Linked DNA regions of Mus musculus: all the other regions are linked to region 1. Evidence: chromatin contacts called from public HiChIP or PLAC-seq and promoter capture Hi-C data. All regions are on one chromosome and are shown on one strand. The core of a region is the stretch at or near the end of the contact, and the rest is flanking DNA. Distances in the headings are between cores, read along the strand shown.

Region 1 (2,726 bases), core at 118-2,617:
ATAGCTGGCTGCAACTTCCAGTGCTGTCTAAGGGCCAGCAATAGGAAGGACATAATCATTTGGAGGAAGTGTGTAACTCACGGCATGGGCTCTGACACCTAAGACATTAGCTGTGTCACTTTGTGTCACTGGTCGGAGCCGGTTTCCTCATTTGTAATATGGAGCAATGTTGCCAATGCTGGCCTCTGTGGGGTCAGTGACTTCATGTATGTCAGGTCTATGCCATAGACTCTGCCACAGGGTACCACACACATGACAAATGCACTCAGGTACTATTACAGTTGCTAAGGAGAAGAGGGCTGGAGGAGCCTTGCAGTAGAGGACACATGTGGTCCTGAGGGATTTCAGGTCTCCATTTGTGGGCGTGGGCTGTCAGAGGAGGTTGCTGGGCCTGCAGGGCCTGCTCAGGACTCTCCGCACTCAATTGCAGCACTCCTGAGAGACAGCTCCCTCCATCCCTATCTGATGGCCACGACTTAAATCCCTTACAGATGGCTCACTAATGACTAGCCTCCCTCGCCCCCATCCTCCAGATCTACATTTCCAAATACCTTCTTCAATGACTATCTCTGCCAATTCCCCCTCCCTCACCGTTCTCAGCAGGGCTCGTTCAGTTCTGGTTTGAACTTTCCTGATGGTCCAGCTTGGCTGGGAAGAACCACACCCATCCTTCCCTGGCAGGGCTGGCCAGCGGCTAACCTGGCTCTGTGGATGGGGAGGTCCTCCACCGATGTTCCGATTCTTGGGTGGACCTCAAGGTAGGCCAGTCACTCCGAAGACTTGGCCACAGATACAAACCATTGGCCCCCAAAAGCTGAGCTGGTGTCCGGTCTCCTTCAAACATAGAAGTGAGCACCGAAACTTTAAATTTCAGAAAGACACGCAACTCAGGATGACAAAGTCTCGAGATTCTAGAAACCAAGGAATTGCAGAATTAAAGACTCGTGATTAGACTCGAATAGTTTGTTTCTGTAACTAACATGCACATACCGCAAACAGGTTAGGAGGGTACTAGGGTGGCACTGGTACTAGGGTCGCTCAAGTCAGGTGCAGATCCCTTAGGGGAGGGGCGGGGCCCTGGGCTGGGTCCCAGGGGCTCCAGAGTCACCGTCAAGAGAAGGGAACGTGGACCAGGAACCAGGACCTCTGGTGCAGCCCTACTCTGTTGCCCAGGCAAGGTGCTCCGAACATTTACCCCTTCCGAATCCCGAGCTCACCCACAGACCAAGCTCTGCAGTCCTCTGCCGCAGACGCCTGCCCATAAGAAACAGGGCGACCAGGGTGTCGCCCAGAGACTGGGTGGGGCCAGCGGTTCTCGCGAGAGCTGAGCTTTTCCGCCTATATCCGGCGTGGGCGGAGCAGGATCCGTCTTTTCGGCTTTCGGCTCGGAGGAGGCAACGGTGCAACTTTCTTCGGTCGTCCCGAATCCGGGTTCATCCGACACCAGCCGCCTCCACCATGCCGCCCAAGTTCGACCCCAACGAGGTCAAAGTCGGTGCGTGCCCTCGCCGCGCCCGGGTGCTGTCCCGGGGCCTGGCGGGTCTCCCTTGGGCCTTGGCTGCCACGTGTGTAAGAGGGGAGGGAGCCCGACGCTCTGGCGGCCCGTGCGCCTTAGGGTAAGGCCTGGCCCGGGACATCTGAAGCCCGACGGCAGCGCGCAGGGCGGCCTGCGCCGCAGAGGTTCTGATTTTGCTTTTTCTTCAGTGTACCTGAGGTGCACCGGAGGCGAGGTCGGCGCCACATCCGCCTTGGCCCCGAAGATCGGTCCTCTGGGTCTGGTAAGTCGTCGCTCCCGAGCCGTAGACCTCTAACGTGCATGCTGTTTGGCCTGTAGATGTGTTCTGTCCCCGTGGAGGGCAGAAGAGGCCACCATGTCCCTGGTGCAGGCCGGGATGTGGGTGCTGGGACTTGGGACGCAAAGGAAAACTGAGATAACACGTGCACGGAGGCTCGTGCCACAGCCCGGTTGAGGCAGCCATTGGACTTGCTTAAATCCACTAGCCTCCGTGGGTAACGCACGGGAACCTAGTGTTTAAAGCTCCGAGGGTTCCCCATTGCAGCAGAAAGTGTTTTGCTTTGTTAGCCCTTACTGCAGAGTTGTCTTAGTGAAGAAGGATGTGGAGCCATTGTGGGCAGGCTCCTGTGGGACGGTGAGGAGGGCTGGCGGTGAGCTTGAAGGTCCTGGCTTCAACTTTGGGCACATGGTAACGAATGCTATTATTTCTACAGTCTCCGAAGAAAGTTGGCGATGACATTGCCAAGGCTACCGGTGACTGGAAGGGTCTCAGAATTACAGTGAAACTGACCATCCAGAACAGACAGGCCCAGGTATTTACATTGCTTGCTGTGGGGGGTTGAGGGAAGGGTTGAGATAGCAGCCCTCAGGAATCATGGGTCTTGGCAAAGATTTCCCTGTCCCGGTGAATCGGATTTTATCCTTGTGGGAGGGCTATACGACAGGGTTCACTGTAAGTCAGTAGTAGGTGCCAGGGTGCAGGAGTCCGCCATGCTAGGGATTCAACTCTGGAGGTGAGGCCAGCAGGAAGCACCTTAGCTAGCCGAGCTGTTTTTTCGGGGCCCTTTAGCGTGTCTGGTGGTGGTTGGTTTTCTGGGCTGTGTTCACATCAAGTCTCTTTGCAGATCGAGGTGGTGCCTTCTGCCTCAGCCCTGATCATCAAAGCCCTCAAGGAGCCACCGAGAGACAGGAAGAAGCAGAAGAACAGTGA
Region 2 (2,726 bases), core at 79-2,578, 1.9 Mb after region 1:
ACAGAATTATAACAAGGGAAAGGTATCCAGAATTATAAACAGAAAAATGATAATGTCATTATGGTGTCTGACGAAGAGCCACTTGCAGCTGGAGAAAGACTTTTTTGGGGAGGTGGCACATGGGCTGGGTCCACAGTCAGTAGAACTGGTGTGAGAGGAGTTCAGAAAGTGCCAAGTCATGCTCTAGGAACGTTAGTGATGGTAACACGGTAGTGGAACAGATGCGCTCAGTGGAGTAAATGAAGGAGAGTAGCCTGGAAAAGCAGACTGGAAAGCTACCAGGAAGGGCCCAAATACCAAACTATACAATCATGATTTCCACAGACAAGCTAAGCCAACTGACCTGAGACATTAGTTCTGGTTGCAGGGTGAGGGCTAGTCAGAAAAGGAAAATAACCACTAAAATACTGACTGTTAAAACCAACTTAGCAGACGTAGCAGGAGTAAGAGATGTAGCAGAAGGGAGGTAAGAAAGCGCACTGAAAGCATTCAGTGCTGACTGACTGGAGCTCACTATCTTTTCAAATTAAAATTCAAATACAAAAAGCACATTAAATGATCAAGTTAACAAATACAAGACATTTCTAATTTAATGCTATAGATGCATATTCATCAAAAGTTGCTATCCTAACATTTTAATTCCAGTTGCACATTAATAACTTCTACATATAATCCTGGGTTATGCAGTTTACTCTCGCTTGTAAGGGGTATATAGTGGATTAATTTACACATAAGCTTTACAATTTTCCTTTTTTTTTTTTTTTACATTCAACACTTTCATACATACACAGATCGGCCGCGCAACGTTACGCAGCAATAATTTATGTCCTTAATGATTTATTAATATGGTTGTTTCTAGTTTAAAGTTTTGCTGTCTCACAAATCTGTTATTCCGTACATTTTAATTCCACTGGACAAGCATTCACTGGATACTGAAATTAAAAGGCGTGCCGTGGACCCCGCCACAATATCAGCAGAAGATTCCTTCCGGAGAGGAGAACCGTCAAGACCCGGGCAACACACAGTTGTGGACATCTTGCAATTGGACAACCTGGACTTTTCTCCGAAAGACCCCTGCAGCCATCCCTACCCGCCCAAGCCCGGTGCTTCTCTCACCGATTGTTCTGGTTAAGCAAGGAGAACAGCGGGCGGAGGCGTAGCTCCGCCGCCTGCTCGCGAAGCTCGTGCAGCGGCACAGCCTGCACCACTGACTGCAGCGCACGAAGCTCCTCCAGCGGCGCCTCCAGCCGCGCCACCTCCCGCAGGAGCGACACAGCCTGCGCCGCCATCTCCCTGGCTCCCGTCTGCCCGCCCACCTACTAGGTTCCCAGAGCGCCTCTCTGAATCTCGCGAGATCTTACGGAGCGAAGCCTCCCAGCAGATCTGTCAAGTCTCGCGAGATCCTTTCTCAACGCGGTCCCCGCCCCTTTCTTTGGGGCCCGGAGTCTTGCGCGTGCCGGGAGACTAAGAGACTGAGACCGCCCAGGGGATCAAGAGGCTTTGTGCACGCTCTCCGCAGAGGCCTCCGTGACGGAACCGGGATGACTGAACCCGAGTCCGAGGCCAGGTGGCCATCAAGATGAGGCACATGGTCCCCGAAAACTTGGACGTGGGGCGCCGGTTTGACGTCTGTCAGCCAATGGAAGGCCTGATTAAGAGAAGTTTGGGGCCGATGTGCAGGAAGTTTTCGGCATCTTCCAGAGTCTGCGCGTGACGTAATCACCGAAGGACAGACATAGCATTTAGTGCGGAGAGAAGGAGCAGGCCATGGAGGGGCTGGCCTCAGACTCCGAGACCAAATGCACACAGAAGTGTCTGATGGAAATCAGTGGTCAAGGACAAGCTATATATATTTCGTGAAAGAGAGAGAGGAGAGAGAGAGGGAGAGAAGCTTAAAAATCGCTGCCATCTGCGAAACACGGGGTTGTTGGAGAAGAACCATTAAAAGCTAGTTGACAACCAACTATTTCAAGCCGTTGGAATGTCTGGTCAGAGTTGTAGACCTCATTTGGTCCCCTGTGCCAAGGAGATGAGTCTGTTTTGGAACGCATGGCTTCCTGTTCTTTTACGGAAAGAGACAAAAATCCAGGAAGCTTAGAGGAGACTAAGGATGGGATGCCCATCTGTATGTGTGTTCGCGCGTGCATGTCAGGGACTCAGGTGACAACAATAAAACTCTGCGACTTTACAAAGACCCTAATCCCACTCTTTTGGAAAAGGTTAAACTACCCGTTTCCCCATTTTATGTCATACACACGGAGAACTGTCACTAACCGTTGTCTTCTCTTTTCGTTACTTCACGATTATCGTACCCTTGAAGCCTAGAAGCTAATTGGCAGAGAAAACTCTTGAATTAAAGGTGTGGGTGATTATGAACAGAAGTCCCAGGCATTCAGACTCCTCCCCAGCCCTCCAAACTCCCAGGGGCTTGTTTTCTGTAGCCCTTGGATCATAATATTTTCCAGACATTCAGGAATTATATCAAGAAGACATTTGACCACTTTGCTCCCTGCGTTGAAAAAGAAAACTCACTTAAGTAACACAGCAGCCTTATACTACTTTTAGTAGTTGTAAAAGAAGTTTAAAAAAAAAAAAAGATGACACATAGCCAGTCATTCTTAAAGCTTGCGAGAAACTTAGGAGTATGTTGTGAGTGGCCACACACGTTTCCCTAGAGCTGATGAGATTTAAAAAGAATGGAGAATTGATTTGGTTAAAAATAATAT
Region 3 (2,726 bases), core at 156-2,655, 1.4 Mb after region 1:
TGAGAAATAGACTCCAGATTTATTGCAGGTTTGTTTTTTTTTTCTCAAGATCAGGAGGTGGGAAGCAAAGAATGATCAAAGATGGCGGTGCCCAAAAGCAGCAGCTCTCAACTGGAGAGTCGAAGGAGTAGATCTGACCCCACCTCGGGGGTCTCCAGGCCCACTGTGAGCAGCAGAGTCTTACCTGTTTTCTCTTTGATCTCACACAAGACGCTGAAGAGCGCCGGTTTCATTCTGTGACAGTTCAGAGCATGTTTCCTAAAAAACAAATAGCAAAACACAAAGGTATTAGCATCACCTATTGGAATAATATGGCGCCTTCCTTTAAGTTAGACCCAAGATTTAAAACCGGCCCCCAGTTTGGAAAAGCTCCTTTGAACCACGGGAAGTCAACAAAAACTCAAGTTTACTAGTTCGCAACTGGCGGCAAGCTCTAGCGGCTGAGAGCTCCAGCCCGATAGCAGCGTGACCCATCTGCTGGCTCGACAGAAGCCTCGGCGTACACAGGAGTGACCCGTGCATGAGGCTCCGCTCCGGGGGCCGCGGCGGGACCCAAGGGACCAGACCGGAGCGGAGGGAACCCCAACGCCCAAGCTCCACAAGAGGAGCGGGCGCAGCGGCCAGCGGGCGGCTAATAATCAGCGGGTGACAGCTCCGCAAAGTTTGCCAAGCGGCCCTCCCTCTAGAGAACTTGGCGCTCCCGCACAGGGTTGTGCGGGGAAGCAGCCGGTCACCCCGGACTGGGCCGAGGGGAGTGGGTGCCCGGAGTCTGGGCAGGCGGAGAAAGTTGCACTTCCCTGCGGTGCGGCCACGGACCCGGCTGGGACGCGGAGCGCGCTGGGGTCCGAGCGGGAGGTTTAAATCTGGGGAGGGGGGCGGGCAGCAGGGCACGGACGAAGCAATGATCGAGTTTGTCCCGAGCCCGGCGAGCAACTTTGCCCGCGCGATGGGGGACACAGCAAGTGCCCGGCGGGCGGAGAAAGTTCCCGCCCGCAACTGAGGCCCGGGTCCCGGGAGCCAGCCGGGACCCGAGCCCGGCTCCCGTACACACACAAAAGATGCTTAATGAGACGACACCAACTTTGCTTGCGCCTCGTCCAAGCTCTGGTCGGTGATGGTCATGATCTGGTGGAGGATGTCGCCGATGTCCTGCTTCCTGCCGTCGCCGTCCGCCCCTTCGTGGCCGTGAGGGGGAGGCGGCAGAGCCATACCCCCCTGGACCGAGTGGCCGGCCAGGTTCACCCCGGCCAGAGTCTGCAGCATCCTGGATTGATCGTCCATCCCGCCGCGCGCGGGCGGGAGCGGGCGGCGGCGGCGGAGGCGAAGGCTGAGGCGGCGGCGGCGGCAGCGGCGGCGGCGGCGAGGGAGGAGAAGAAAGAGGGGGAGGGGGAGGGGGAGGCGGCCGCGCGCTCCCCGCCCGCGCGGGAGGGGGCGGCCTGGCCCGGCGCGGCCCGCGACTGAGGGGACGCGGACCGGCGTCCGGCTCCGGCTTCCGCCGCGGAGGAGACTGAGGACAGCGGCGGGCGGAAGCGGCGCGCTCGCCGGCGGAGGCGGAGGCGGTGGTGCCCGCTGCCCTCACGCGGCCGCCGCGCTGCCTCCTCAGCGCCCCTCGCCGCGCCGGGCGGCCCCGCACAACTTGGTCCTCAGCGCCAGCCGAGTTGCCGGGACGCCGCGGCCGCCGCCGCCCGCGCCAGCCAGAACGGTCCCCTCCCTCAGCCGCCTGCCGCCGCCGCCGCCGCCTCAACCGGGCGGGATCGGAGCACCGGCGGCCCCGAGGGAGGGAGCGGCGGCGGCGGCGGCGGGCTGCGGAGGAGGAGGAGAAGGAGGCCGACGGGCGGGCCGCGGGGAGCGAGAGGGGCGGAGGAGGAAAGTTTGGGAGCGGGCGGGCCGGCGCGGCGGGGACACGGAGCCCGGTGGAGGGCCCCGGCGGGCCGCACGCCGGGCGGACAGCAGATTGATGAGGCGGGAGAACTCGCCGCCGCCACCTCCGGTGCCGCGCACCCAGTCAGCAGCCGCTGTGGACCGGGCTCGAAGGCCGCTCGGCTGAGGGATTGACAGGCTGCCAGTGCCACTCACTCACTGCGGCCCCGGCGCCCGCGGGGGGAGGGGCAGGGAGAGCTGAAGGGCGGGGGAGCGCCCCGGATGCCCCGCCTCCGGAGGCGGAGCCTTCTCTCATTGGGCTTTGCGCCTCCCGCCGCCGCCACTGGCCCCGCCCCTAGAACGCAGCCCGTCCCCTCTGGCCTCTGCTGTGGGGTGCCTGAGAGCCAGCCCGGGAGCCTTATGGGCTACTCGCGCCGGCACTCCACAGATGGTCGGTCAGTCCAGCCAGCAAAGTGTTGTCCCCGGATCCTGCTCCTTCCCTATTATTAGCAGTTGGGGACTTAGAGGTGTTATATAGGACCGAATAAAGTGTACCCGTAGCCGACAGCGTGGTCCCCCATTGCATGAGATGAGCTTCACGCCTCGGACAGTGCCTGGGATACTTTCCCGCTCTTCATATCAAGAGGTGGTACCCTCTGGGCACAAGGCCTCAAGCACAGGGCCAATCGCATTGCGCTCAGCGCCGAACGAGGCGGGACAGAGCCAAGAAAGGGTTGTCCCAATTGGAGCGTTCGAAAGTCCTGGGCTGAGACCGGGAAAAGGGTCTAAAAGCCCTGCCCGTCCCACGGTCGCTATGGTAACCCGAACTCAGCACAAGGAGTTAGCGCTGGCAGTAGGGCCTTGCG

Evidence for each region. HiChIP or PLAC-seq counts read pairs in DNA pulled down with a chosen protein or histone mark. Capture Hi-C pulls out chosen DNA fragments and counts their contacts.
Region 2: a contact with region 1 is called in a promoter capture Hi-C map of adipose tissue, with 2.1 times the contacts expected there. The contact joins the promoter of Psmd5 here to the promoter of Rpl12 in region 1. A contact is called at or near these places in 2 of 39 promoter capture datasets (liver and pre-B cells), 1 of 115 datasets of contacts at active chromatin or transcription factors (astrocytes) and 3 of 9 other capture datasets (adipose tissue, liver and macrophages).
Region 3: a FOXA1 HiChIP or PLAC-seq map of pancreatic cancer cells shows a contact between it and region 1. The contact joins the promoter of Pbx3 here to the promoter of Rpl12 in region 1.

The regions. Positions count from the first base shown.
Region 1 is chr2:32,960,345-32,963,070 of GRCm38.p6, forward strand. Rpl12 (ribosomal protein L12) reads left to right here and starts at 1,368. Exons shown (of 7, transcript NM_009076.3): 1 at 1,368-1,495; 2 at 1,705-1,778; 3 at 2,230-2,328; 4 at 2,641-2,722. The coding sequence starts at 1,459. Lrsam1 (leucine rich repeat and sterile alpha motif containing 1) reads right to left here and starts at 1,297. Exons shown (of 26, transcript NM_199302.3): 1 at 1,218-1,297; 2 at 700-911.
Region 2 is chr2:34,869,634-34,872,359 of GRCm38.p6, forward strand. Psmd5 (proteasome (prosome, macropain) 26S subunit, non-ATPase, 5) reads right to left here and starts at 1,329. Exons shown (of 10, transcript NM_080554.2): 1 at 1,117-1,329. The coding sequence starts at 1,289.
Region 3 is chr2:34,370,640-34,373,365 of GRCm38.p6, forward strand. Pbx3 (pre B cell leukemia homeobox 3) reads right to left here and starts at 1,406. Exons shown (of 9, transcript NM_016768.2): 1 at 1,082-1,406; 2 at 185-258. The coding sequence starts at 1,281.